Regions from separate parts of the Hordeum vulgare genome. Here all the other regions are linked to region 2. The links are chromatin contacts, called in public Hi-C maps. All regions are on one chromosome and are shown on one strand. Each heading gives the region's core, a stretch centred on a gene start, on an enhancer-like site or on the middle of the called end of the contact. The rest is flanking DNA. Distances are from core to core; before and after follow the strand shown.

Region 1 (4,012 bases), core at 468-2,967, 910 kb before region 2:
ACAAATCAGCTTATTGTCAGCGAGGCCGCAAGCATATACAGTATTAATCAGAAACGACCATTCTTGACACCTCTTGGCTGCATTGGCCGATCTGGTGGTTACATGAGCCATTATTTTGGCTGTTATGCGTGAATGAATCGCTGTCATCGTACGACGGAAACTCGAAAAGGCTCTGAGGCAAAGTATAACGACAGTTGGACGAATTTCCTGAAACCGTTTTACTTCTATTATTAGATTTAGCAAGCGTGATGTAGACATGATCACCAGGTAGAAGAGTGGAGTACATTTGCCGTACAATCTGACCTAGCTAGACAACCTCAAGCCTGAAACAAAATCTATGAAGGTTGGACAGCCTTCTCCAGCACACTGCAGTTCCTTGAGGTTGAGGTGGATCATTTGTCACTGCAGGTCGCAAAGCCAAGTGAAATGAAGTGAGATGAGCTCTTGAGCCACACAAGATGGCCGGGTGAGAACTTTGATGACAGGTTATCAGACGTACCTTTTCTTCTTCTCGGAGGCGAGTTTCCGTCCCTTGCCGGCTATGACGTCGTCCATGCTCTGACCGTAGCGCCGGTACCGACCGCCGGAGGCGACGAAACCCGGGCACGGCCGGTAGGCCTTGATCGGCCACCACCCGAACAAGGGGACGGCGGCTATGCCGCCCATGATCCGTCCTTCGCCGTTGCAGCCCCTCTCTGGTTCCTCACGGCCGCACCCCTTGCAACCCCTGAAGTACAGTTGGAAGCACATTATGTATGTTTCAAACCGGAAGCACGCCAAATATAAATCCAAATGAAATTTAACAAACTTTCTTCAAGTAAGCAGTATCTTGTCATCTTAGTTTAAATAAAATTTGCAGCAGCAGATTTTCATAGAGGTTCAGGATCCTCGAATGGTTCATTTTAGCATAAATTGACAACAAATAGTCCCAGTCAATAAACGTAACTGTCACAGTGGCAAAAGTAAATTGAAAATGTTAGGAAAAAGAGGTTCCACCGAGACTTGAACTCGGGTTACTGGATTCAGAGTCCAATGTCCTAACCACTAGACCATGGAACCATTTGTTGGTTCGGGCTTGAAAATACTGTTATTTAAAATATTATTCACGCTTAGATAGTGGCATACTAACACGCTAGTAAAGTCGTCATCTATCTTTCCGACAGTTACATGCTCGGTAAATTTGAGACAGTCCTGGAACTGGAAGAGCAGCCCGTACCTGAAGTTAGGGTCATCCTTGTAGTCGTATCTGACAGCTGCCGGAGTTGGGGCGGCTGCTGCTGCCCCCTCTTGATCTTTGGTCACAACGGAGGAAGTTGAGGACGAGGAGCTACCAGATGAGCTGCAGGCAAGATTGCCTTTGGCTCTGGCCGGCGCGTGCTTCCTGTGCAGCAGAGGAGACGCAGACGCCGAAGGAGGAGAGGGGCAGTGATTGGTCGAGAGGAAGACGGCGCCGTGAGGAGGAGGAGGAGGAGGAGGAGGAGACGGGAGCTGCAGCAGCCAGAGGGAGGAGGCCGCCATTTTTCAGGGGTGGGCGTGCTCGTGCCACACTCCCTCCCTGCGCCTCGCTTCCTTTCCCCTGGAGAATAACGCGACCAGGGGACGAGGGAGAAATGGAGGGGGGATGTGGGAAAAGAATGGAGGATGAACCTGCGGCCACGTACGTCGTCAGGAGGGAGGCCGGGCTTCGGTTGGATTGGAGATAATGCGCGGTGGGTGCTGCTCCCACGATTTGTTGGCTCTTTTATTTCGTCTCTGAACCGTTTCGTTGAATTTTTTTGTTTTGGAGATGGGAAGAAAAGAAAAGAAAAGATTTGGTTATCCAAAACAAAAATCTCGGTGTCTCAAGGTGAGAAGTCAGTCAAGGAAGTTACTGTCCATGAGGAAGAAAATGAATGAAAACGAAACAAAAAATGAGGTTCTACCGAGACTTGAACTCGGGTTACTGGATTCAGAGTCCAATGTCCTAACCGCTAGACCATAGAACCTTTGGTGTCCTGCTTGCGTGATCTACCTTATATATCACTGGTTTTATCGATTTTCCAGAAACCATACGTACGCTAATAAAAATTAGACATTTACAAATATTTTGCGATTAAAACAAGTATGGACGCTCTTTTCTGCAGTCTTAAGATATTTACCATTATATTTACACACTGACGCTAAATGCATCTCAATCTGTTCAACGGCTTCTCGCCAAGCCTGAATTCTCCTAATTTTCAAAAAATAATTAATGTGATTTTAAGCCTAAGCACAGGGGAGTCCGGAATGCCATGTGTGTGATCCACATCTGAAGATAGGGGTGGTCGGATATTGGGTTTATCACATGACGCGGAGATTTAATCCACTATTGTAAATTCGATGTAGGTTGCTCCTAAATGTTTTCCATCCTTTTTTGCTTAGTTCAAATGGTAGGAAGGATGACTATCATGTGTGTGTTGTATTACCTCCGTGCCAAATTACTTGTCGTAGATTTCGGCGGTGCCAGCAATTATTAATGTGTAGTCAATTGAAACTTGTGTAGTCATATGTATGTATTTATGATTTTTTCTGCATCATATATACTTATTGTATGTTTTTTTTGAAAAAAAGTTATGTTGTCATTTGACTGCACATCTCATGTATGGCTTCGCCACTGGTAGTTTTGCCTAAATACGGATAGTAATTCGAACGGACGGAGTGCATGATGAATTGGTGACGGTATTCAAGAAAGTTACCTCATCGTGATATCAAAGAACTTTTACTTGATTACTGCAAATGTAGAGGACCAAACGATTAATGATGATAAAGTTGTTTGTACTTAGCATGAAGAACATATTAATGCTCTTTTTCAATGTGTGAAGCCATGTGAGTCTTTGGCCTTTGGGTCCAACTACCTTGAAGATGGTAGCTCAAACTATATTCACCAATATGTATAATGATATAGCAATAGGATTAGCAATTCATGAGTGCGACATTGTTGTTGGAAATCAGAGGTGTGTGTTGATCATATGAGTTAGGACAAACAATCACGACATCAATACCGGGGACTTTCTAACAAGGTTTAGGAAAAACATTTACAATCCCAATGCATGACTACAAGCGCTTCGCCATGTACTAAATTCTGTTTATGCCGAGGTGCCTTTGTATATATTAGGTCTGGATTACATGTGTCCGACTTAAACACGTAGATTCGTCCACTCTTTTTTTCATATCTCAAGAAACTTTTACCCCCCCGCGTGTCCTACTTGGGTGACTCGAGGGGCGAAGCCTAGACCTGTGGCCTCCTTCCTCCTCAATCTCCCGTCACCGACGTTGGAAGCAGCCACCGGGCAAGCTCGGCACGCTACCAATGAAGGTGGTTGAAAGCACATATGCTCCCTTGATGGTTTTGGTAATTCATGACAACATACATTGTCTCTTGGACTAACACTTTTACCTAGTATATTTCAGGTATAGTCCACAAAGAACATTGGCTAAAGGATTGTGAGGAGAAACCCCTTGATGCAAGGAAAAGAATATGATTGGTCAAGCTTCAAGCAAGATGACTCTACATTTTATATTTGTGAGAAATAAATTTTGAGTCCATAGGAAAGCCAATACTATTAAAAGAGGGTGAGGTATTATGATGAATTGGTTGCTCAAGTGCTTAGAGATAACCACCAAAAATGTCTAGTACTTCTCCCACAAATATCTTTATCCAAGCCAAAACAGAAACATTGGTGCCACCAATATTTTCCACTCGGCCCTACCAATTTTCCACGAGACAAATCCTATGCCAAACCCCAATCTCTCGGTACCACCAACTTTCATATCGGCGCCACCGAGATTAGTGACCAACTTGCTGATGTCTCAATTCAAAGAATCGGAATTTCTGAGTTTTGGAATCGGTCTTACCGAGATTTGGAAACTGCTCTAGGTCATCGTATCGGTACCACCGAGATTCATATATATCGGTCTCACCGAGAATTCAAAAGCTGCAACATTTAATGCAACTCGATACAAGCGAGATTCATTTCGGTGTCACCGAGTTGGG
Region 2 (4,217 bases), core at 247-2,746:
AACCGTCGACCGATTACCGGCGAAGCTTTCTTCTCTGAACAACACCAACAATTTCTCATTTTTCAGGTAGTCGATCAACGTTAACTCAGGAAATGCAAATTGCGTACCAAATTTCTCTTGGAAAATTCGCAGCGAAGTTACCTGGAGAAGTTCTTGCCGACTCTGGGTCCGTCCTGTGGATTACCACCGGTGTCGATTTCTTATTCGCTGCATTTTGGGACGGCCAAGGAAGTCAGAAAAAATGGACTGAGAATTCAGATGAATTCGCACCGCTCTGCGTCCAGGGAGGATAAATTCACCTGGAGGGGTCATGGGCTCTGGGTTCATCGCCCGGAGATTGACAGCGGCAGCAAGTTTCGTCGGCTCTGGATTGGCTGCTCTCTCATCTTCAACCGGTGCTGCCACCGGCCTGATCACTCCTACACTTGCAGAGATAATCCTACCATTACAACACAAGAATAATTGCCAAAGCGATAACGAAAGGGGGGAAAGCAAAATCCGAATTTGCTCTCACTTTTTGTCGGTGGCGCAAGATCTTGTTCGTCCGCTGCAATATGACGCCAAATCAAGATCGCATTTGCAAAACTGGTTCGTCAAGAAACGAATTCGGGCGGAAACAGTCAACGAATTTATTTCTTGCCTTGATTGGGAGCTGTCGGCTGATCAGTTTCGTCCTCGTCAATGGCCGCCTGATCTTGATCTACCACCTCCTTCTCCTCCTCCTCCTCCTGCTCCTCTGCTTCCAGCTCTTCTTCCCACTCCTCCTGGTCCTCCTCTGCCTCCGCTTCAATATCCTTGGGCTGAGGCAATGGCGCCTTCTCCACCTCCACCACCACCACCTCCTTCACCTCGGCCGCGAGCTTCTTCTCCGGCGTGGTGACCCTCGCCACCGCCCGCTTGGCCACCACCGCACCCGCCGTCGCCGCCGCGTCGGAGCGCGACTTGCGCAGCTCCGCGATCGCCGTGACCGGCTCCGACGCCTTCCAGTTCCTCCTCTTCTTGGCCGCCGCGGCCGTGCCCGCGCCCGCGCCCGCGCCGCCGCCGTCGCTTTGATTCCGTCGCAGGCGGCTGTACACCCGCATGCCCTCCTCGTCGGCGTCGTCGGCGCCTTCGCTGAAGACCTTGACGCCGCCCTTCACCTCGTCCATCTCCATCCGCGTCTCCCACACCGACGCCGCCGCGGGGGCCCGCCTCGGCACCGTGAGGCGCCTTCTCGTGCTGGCCGCGGCGGCCCCCGGCTGCTGCATTCTTCTAGACTAGCAGCTCTGATCAGCTCTGCCCTGGTGTCTGTGCTCTGCCTACTCTGCTCCGTCTGGTTGTTCACAGTGCCTTGTTCTGCACTCTCACACTTTCTCTCTCTCCCTGTATAAATGTCCAGTGTGTCGGAAAGAGGGGTAGTAAGGGGCTCACTCGGCGGTCGTGCGCCAGAGCCTCAAACGCAACAGCAGCTCGATCTAGTCGGAGGAAGCAGGGGAAGTGATGCGTGCGGTGCGGTGAAGGGATCAAGCAGTAGGAAAAGATGAGATTCGGCCTCACATGGTGGGCTCCTGCTTAAGACCCAACGTGGTGGTGAAGGGGCCGGTATGGTGGATGACACGGCACATCCTATTTGGCGCCGTAGGCGTCGGTTAAAGTGCATTTTTCTTAGGCGCCTGCAGCGCTCGGTCAAGGGCCGGTCCAACGGGAGGGAGATTTTTTCGGTTTTGTGAAGTTTTTAAAAACTTTTTAGATGGGTTTTTTCATGACTGATTTTTCTTTGATTTTTCGTTTTTTCTTTTTGTTTCTTTTCTTTACTCTTTTTATTACTTTTTCATTTCTATTTTACTTTCTATAAACTTTTTATTTTTTTGAGAAAGCGCAGCCCTTTTTTGATTAACTTTTTTTCAAACGAAGAAACTTTTCTCCAAATCATTGAACCATTTTAAAAAATTTATAAATTTTCTAATTAAAATTCTATGAACTTTTTTTAAATCGACGAACTGTTTTCAAATTTTGATTTTTTTTTTGAAATTTGATGATTTTTTTTTGAAATTGATGAACTTTTTAAAGATTTGTGAAAAAAAATCTGTTCAATGAACTTTTTAAAAACTTTTTTTTTCAAATTCATGAACTAATTTCCAAAATCCGTGAACTTTTTTTAGATCATAGTGAATTTTTTGAATTCATTATATTTTCTTTTAAATTTTGTGAACCATTTTCTGCTTTTATGAACTTTTTGTGTTCACTTTTTTTTTTGCTTTTTTGGGTTTTCGGTAGAAATTTCAGCCGTGAAACTGGGTCGCCCATTTTATATGCGTGTGGGTGATGGTTCTCCTAGCCGGCGCCGAGCTCCCGGGTGACACGGCCTAGTGGTGCGAAATCATTACCTTAGTTTTTTGGGCTTGAGGAGAAGATGAAAGAGAAAGGTTTCGGTGAGATCAGTTTACAAGCTTCTGTTAGGTACGAAGATAAAGAATGAAGCTTTGTTATAACCGGTAGGGGGTCATTCGAATGTCTCCATGGAAGAAGGGGCGTGGACATCACTTTGGCATATGAAGGTATCCTCGAAGATCAAGGTGTTCCTATTGAGATTGTGCCATGAAACAATCCCCACATCTAGCCTTCTACACCATCGTAACATGTTCACTACGAAGGTTTATGCTTTTTGTGCGTCACGAGATAGTTGGAAACATGCACTCATAGACTACGTTACAACAAGAAGTGTCTCGTCCCTACGCTCGGAAGAAACAGTGGAGACTATGGTCGACAATTTGTCGATGAATGCAAGGAACTTGTTGTTTACATTGCATGAATCATTGTCCCATGGTGAGTTTACCCGCGTAGCGGTGACATTATGGGCAGTGTGGCGAGCACGAAGACATGCTATACATGAAGATAATGAGAGCCCTTTTCTCAACCAATGCATTCATCACGTCATATCTTCGAGATCTCCAAGTAGCTAAAAAATAACTCAAGTGGGTTGCGGGAGTGCCCCGCCTCGGTCGGATTCATGGCAGCCTTCACCGGAGGGCCATGCAAAGCTCAATACAGATGTGGCAATAGCGGGCGAGGGTACCTTTGATGTTTTTGCAGCAATCTGTCGAGACCAGGCGGGTCATTTTCCATGGCCTTCGGCGATCAAGTTCAAGCATATATCCAATGTTGCAATGCTGGAAGCTCTTGCTATTCGCTAAGGACAAGCTCCGGCAAAGGACGTGTATGTTAGTAAGATCCATATTGCTTCGGACTGCAAGAGAGTTGTAGGCGATCTAGAGAATAAATCGGCAATGGAATACTGAGCTATAATATATGAAATAATAGATCGTTCTCGTTTTTTCGCTTCATGTAATATAGTTTATGAGTTTAGGAGCTCAAATTTCGAGGCTTACAATCTTGCTAAGCATGCTCTAACACTTGGGTTTGAACGCCACGTATGGTTGGGCCAACCAGGGGAGCTGCTCTTTTTGCGTGTAAACATTATTGATCCTTAATAAAGTTTGGCAAGATTGTCAAAAAAAGTTGCAGACAATGTCATTGCAGCAAACGAGTGTTTGCATTTCATGAAGAGTAATAGGAGTAAGAAAAAACCCCATTGTGCCATTGTCGGGGGGATAACCCCGGGGTAGGCTCTTCGAGCCTGCTCCTTCATTTCCAGCTCAAAGGACATGAACATATACAGTTTCCTAAGGCCCAAGTCTTCTGGCCAGCTAGGCTGCGCCTACCGGCTAGAGGACGAGGCAACCATCTCGCTGGCCGGCCAGGCAACCCCTGTCGGCTAGAGTCGAGGCGGTTACCTCTTCTGGGCCGGCCTGGTCCAGTGAGCCGGCTAGGAACGAGGCGGCCGCGCCCAAGCCGGTTAGCCAAGCAGGCTGGCTGACCGAGGATCACAAGTCTCATCAGATCGTAGGTCAGGATGAGACCTTACGATTAAAGGTAGCTACGCGTCAGCAAAGGTACTGGATCGGGGCATCCGGCACGTACGAGCGTCGACGGCCACGCTGCTGACCTACCCCGGCTCTGATCCATCACCTAGCATAGTGTCGGACCGTCGCACTCCCACTCCATTACTGCACTCGGCGTGGGGAACAGTGGAGGCGGTCGTACTACCTGCCCATGAAGAATCTCGCTGGACGACGCTCGACGTACAGCGCGTGCTCGACATCAACCATATGCGAGAGCTTCATTGGCCAGCCGGCGGGTCCCACTGCCAATCGAGACCTTGCAGACGGCGGGCCCCT
Region 3 (3,929 bases), core at 838-3,337, 570 kb before region 2:
AACAGTTGTGCGAGTCCATGGAGGGCTCCACCCACGAAGGGTCCATGAAGAAGCAACCTTGTCTATTCCACTATGGCTTACATCTAGGAAGGACTTGTGTCACTCAAGGTAGATCTTCACGAAGTAGGAAATATCCTTACCCTTACAAACTTCTTGGCTCAACTCCACATGATTTTGAGGCTCCCAAGCGACACCTAACCAATCTAGAAGACACCACTCTTTAAAAGGTAATAGATGGTGTATTGATGATGAACTCCTCGCTCTTGTGCTTCAAAAGATAGCCTCTTCAACACTCAATCACTCTCTCATAGAATTTGGTTTGGTAGAACATGATGATTGAGTGGAAAATAACTCGAGGAGGCTACAAAACAAGATTCATATGGTAGGAGTGGAATCTTGATCTCAACACATGAGTAGGTGGTTCTCTCTTAAAAAATGAATGGTGGAAGTGTAGATTCGTTCTGAGTGCTCTCTCTGTGAAAGAGAGGGTGATGGAGGGGTATATATAGCCATATCCAAAAATCCAACTGTTACAACATTATTACCCAACTCGATGAAACCAAAGTTAAAATATGGTTCTACCGACTAGTGCAAAATGTCCTGACTTTTGGCTTTTCGGTGAGAACGAATGAAACATCTCGGTGAGACCGATTCTGCTTTACCTAGACAACTCTAGTACTTCGAAGGTTCCGAAAATGAAATCTCAGAAATTCTGAAACTCGAAATCTCGACTCTAGCAAGTTGGTCGCTGCTTTTCGGTTCTACCGAGATGCTTGGGTTTGGCATAGGCTGAGTCTCGGTGAGACCGAAGTGAAATACTTGGTGGTACCAAATTTGGTGTTCAGGGTTTAGAAGAGAGGTTTGTGTGTGAATTTATTTGAGGCTTTTAGTGGCATATCTCTAAGCACTTGAGCAAGAAGATCGTCATGAGTATGTCATCCCCTTTTAATAGTATTGACTTTTCTAAGGACTCAATTATGATTGCTCACATAAGACAAAAATGTAGAGTCTTGAAGCTTTTGCCAATAAGAGTTCTTTGCATCTTAGGGAATCCTTCTCACAATTCCTAGCCAATCCATTCATGAAACTTTTCTGAAATATACTTGATAAATTCATTAGTTCAAAGAACTAATATGTTATTGTTAATTACCAAAACCACATAGAAAGAAGTTATGCTTTCACATGCACCAAGATACGTCTTTATTATGTGCAAACTTGTATAAGCCGAATTAAGTACAACATAAGAATCAAGCTTAGTTTGGGTGGCTAGCTTTACTTGTGGACACGCAGCCAACGTAGGTTCGATCCCGACATGACGAATAAGTGGACCAGTTTTTAACAAAAAACATGAGGTATTATCCTATAAACCTTACATTCAGATGTGATATAGTCGAACCCAAATAATAATTCATATCAGTATTATGGCCATACATCTCTGTTTTGTACTACGCATCGTATGCCTAATTTAAACATCACAATAAAGTTGGATTCTTGCTTTGATCGAAGTAGAAGCTGAGGGTCCATTCTCCATTCGAAAATCCTTATCATGGAATACATTTCACACGAATTGAACTTACTATCAAGGGCGAAAAGGGGGATGTCATCACCGAATTGAGCTATAATTGGAGTATTATGTCAAGGCTAAGGAGGTAATTACCATGCACTTGATAAAAACAAACGAAGTCCGAAGGATCGGTATCCCACACGATCCCGAGTTGGAAAACTCACACCCACTAGACATGTGTGTCCCCTAATCCTCACCTCCGTCGACCGTGCCAACAAATCCGAAACCCTTTTTTCAACTAGCAAGCTTGAACTGAAGATAGTGGCAACATGGTGCCATGGCAACAAGAGAAAGCGAGAACAGACGTGGCTGCCATGCAGCACAAATCATTGCTGCCACACCGCGAGGCAGGCACAGCACGGCAGCAGCGATAATAGCACTAGCCGTAGCCTCCCTCCGTCCTCCCTAATCCCAGAGCGAACGCTGGCGCGTGCGGTCGAGCCGCTTCATTGCCCGGGGCCTCCGCGCTTTTCTTAGACCGCCCCCCATCCCAACCCACCCCAACCCCCACCCCCCGGAATCCGCGGCGCGAGCCCCGCCCCGCCTCCCCCCACAAAGCGCCGGAGGCGCGGCCCCCCGCAGGCCCGCCCCCACACGCCGGAGCCCGGATCGCGCCCCGCTGTTCGCCGGCGGGCTGAGGCGGGCGTGCGGGCGCGCGCCATGGACGTCGACAGCGTCGAGTGCCTCTCGCTGCCCGATGCTGCCATGGACGCGGACGACGTCGGCCTCGCCCTCCACCCTCACGGCGCGCTCGTCGCCGCCTCCTCCCGCCCGGCCGCCTACCCCAAGGGCGGCACCGCCGCCGGCGCGGGGGGCGTCGTCGCGCCGGGGAGCAGCGTGCACGAGCTGCTCGAGTGCCCCGTCTGCACCAACTCCATGTACCCGCCGATCCACCAGGTTTCTTGATTTCCCCCCACCCCCTTCTTGATTCTGGCGCGGCGTGCTATGTGCCGGGTGTGCTTCGGGACAGGGGCCGATTCTTGGGTTCGAATGGGGATCTGGGTTTGGGAAATTCATAGTTTCCAATTGGGTAGCCAGTGTCGAATTTTGGGGATGTTGGTGTAGAGAATTGTGCTTGTGAATTGTCTGCCATTTCACATATGCTGGGATTTCGGTGACGTGCTCTGCCGTAATCAAACGAAAATAGCGTATTCCTTGTATTATCATCGTTCTTGTTCATTCGGAATTCCGGTGATCCTTTCCTGCCATGTAGAGGCTTAAGAAAAGGTAGAATTTCAGGGTCTTGCAGACAAGCATGCTAGTATTAGATACTTTCTACGTAGCTTGCAAAAATTGGAGTACAATCCTGAACAGAAATTGGTGTGGCATGACTAATAAACTGTGGGAGTTGGGCAATCTCAAACCTCGTTATCTTTGTTTTATTATCCCTTTTTATTTTATTTATTTGATTCTGGATATGTAATCAGCCCTTAAGTGGAGTACATGTCAATGAACTTGTCTTTTGCATAGCTAATGGTAAAAATAACACCTTGGTCTTTCATTGGATGATATATTTAATGTGGGATCAGTAGTGCATACAGTATGAAACTAATCTATTACTACACTTGGAGGTAGAAATTCCTACATTAAACCTATAGAATCGAACTGCTTATTTCATTTGGTGGATCCAGAATATAGTCACAGTTGTAAAAAGGAGAAAGAAAAACTATATTTTTCAGTCATCAGCGTGTGAGTTGGTAGCAAATCTAACTCTGTTTTCAACCATGAACATATGTATTGTAGTATGTAGCCATGCAATGAGAAGATTTTCATGCTGATACTGATATCTTGATCCTTAAGCAAGTACATGCTGAATACATGTAAGCAATTTGGCATCACATATGTGGTTATCAAAATAAACAGGAGGAAGAGTATTGGTAATAGCAGATGTAGCTGTTTGTTGAAGGGATGTAATTGTGTTGAACTGAAGAATCACATGTACTCCCTTCGCCCCAAAATAAGTGTCGCTGCTTTAGTACTAAATTTGTACTACTACCTCCGTCCCGGTGTATAAGTCATTCACGTAGTTCTAGGTCGATAATTAACTATCTAAATATGTTTCATATGTGACAAAAAAATATATATTTAGAAACTACATTTGTGTAGAAACCTAGTGATATATTTTTCATGACATATAACACATATTTAATTATTCAAATCGATGACCTAGAACTACGCGAATGACTTATACACCGGGACGGAGGGAGTACTAACTTAGTACTCCCTCCGTCCCAAAATTCTTGTCTTAGATTAGTTTAGATATGAATGTATCTACTCATGTTTTAGGCCCTGTTTGGTTCCAAATAAGTCACCAACTTATAAGTTGAAAAGTGTAAAAAGTGACTTATTTTGCCAAACAGACCCA

Evidence for each region. Hi-C and Micro-C count contacts between places; a contact is called where the count stands out from the background.
Region 1: a Hi-C map of seedling shows a contact between it and region 2, with 5 times the contacts expected there. The contact joins the promoter of LOC123443284 here to the promoter of LOC123443281 in region 2. A contact is called at or near these places in 2 of 6 Hi-C or Micro-C datasets (leaf and seedling) and 1 of 1 datasets of contacts at active chromatin or transcription factors (embryo).
Region 3: a Hi-C map of seedling shows a contact between it and region 2, with 6 times the contacts expected there. The contact joins the promoter of LOC123443282 here to the promoter of LOC123443281 in region 2. A contact is called at or near these places in 3 of 6 Hi-C or Micro-C datasets (leaf and seedling) and 1 of 1 datasets of contacts at active chromatin or transcription factors (embryo).

What each region holds. Positions count from the first base shown.
Region 1 is chr3H:142,787,384-142,791,395 of MorexV3_pseudomolecules_assembly, reverse strand. It overlaps LOC123443284, which reads right to left and starts at 1,717. Exons shown (of 3, transcript XM_045119616.1): 1 at 1,217-1,717; 2 at 500-727; 3 at 204-402. The coding sequence starts at 1,518. The coding sequence ends at 393. It overlaps TRNAQ-CUG (a tRNA gene), which reads right to left and starts at 1,985; the gene lies at 1,914-1,985. It overlaps TRNAQ-CUG (a tRNA gene), which reads right to left and starts at 1,059; the gene lies at 988-1,059. LOC123443283 (protein DEFECTIVE IN MERISTEM SILENCING 3-like) reads left to right here. Exons shown (of 8, transcript XM_045119614.1): 8 at 1-67.
Region 2 is chr3H:141,877,686-141,881,902 of MorexV3_pseudomolecules_assembly, reverse strand. It overlaps LOC123443281 (reticulon-like protein B21), which reads right to left and starts at 1,496. Exons shown (of 13, transcript XM_045119612.1): 1 at 641-1,496; 2 at 515-547; 3 at 300-419; 4 at 142-207; 5 at 1-34. The coding sequence starts at 1,247.
Region 3 is chr3H:142,452,029-142,455,957 of MorexV3_pseudomolecules_assembly, reverse strand. LOC123443282 (E3 ubiquitin-protein ligase SINAT5-like) reads left to right here and starts at 2,087. Exons shown (of 3, transcript XM_045119613.1): 1 at 2,087-2,461. The coding sequence starts at 2,225.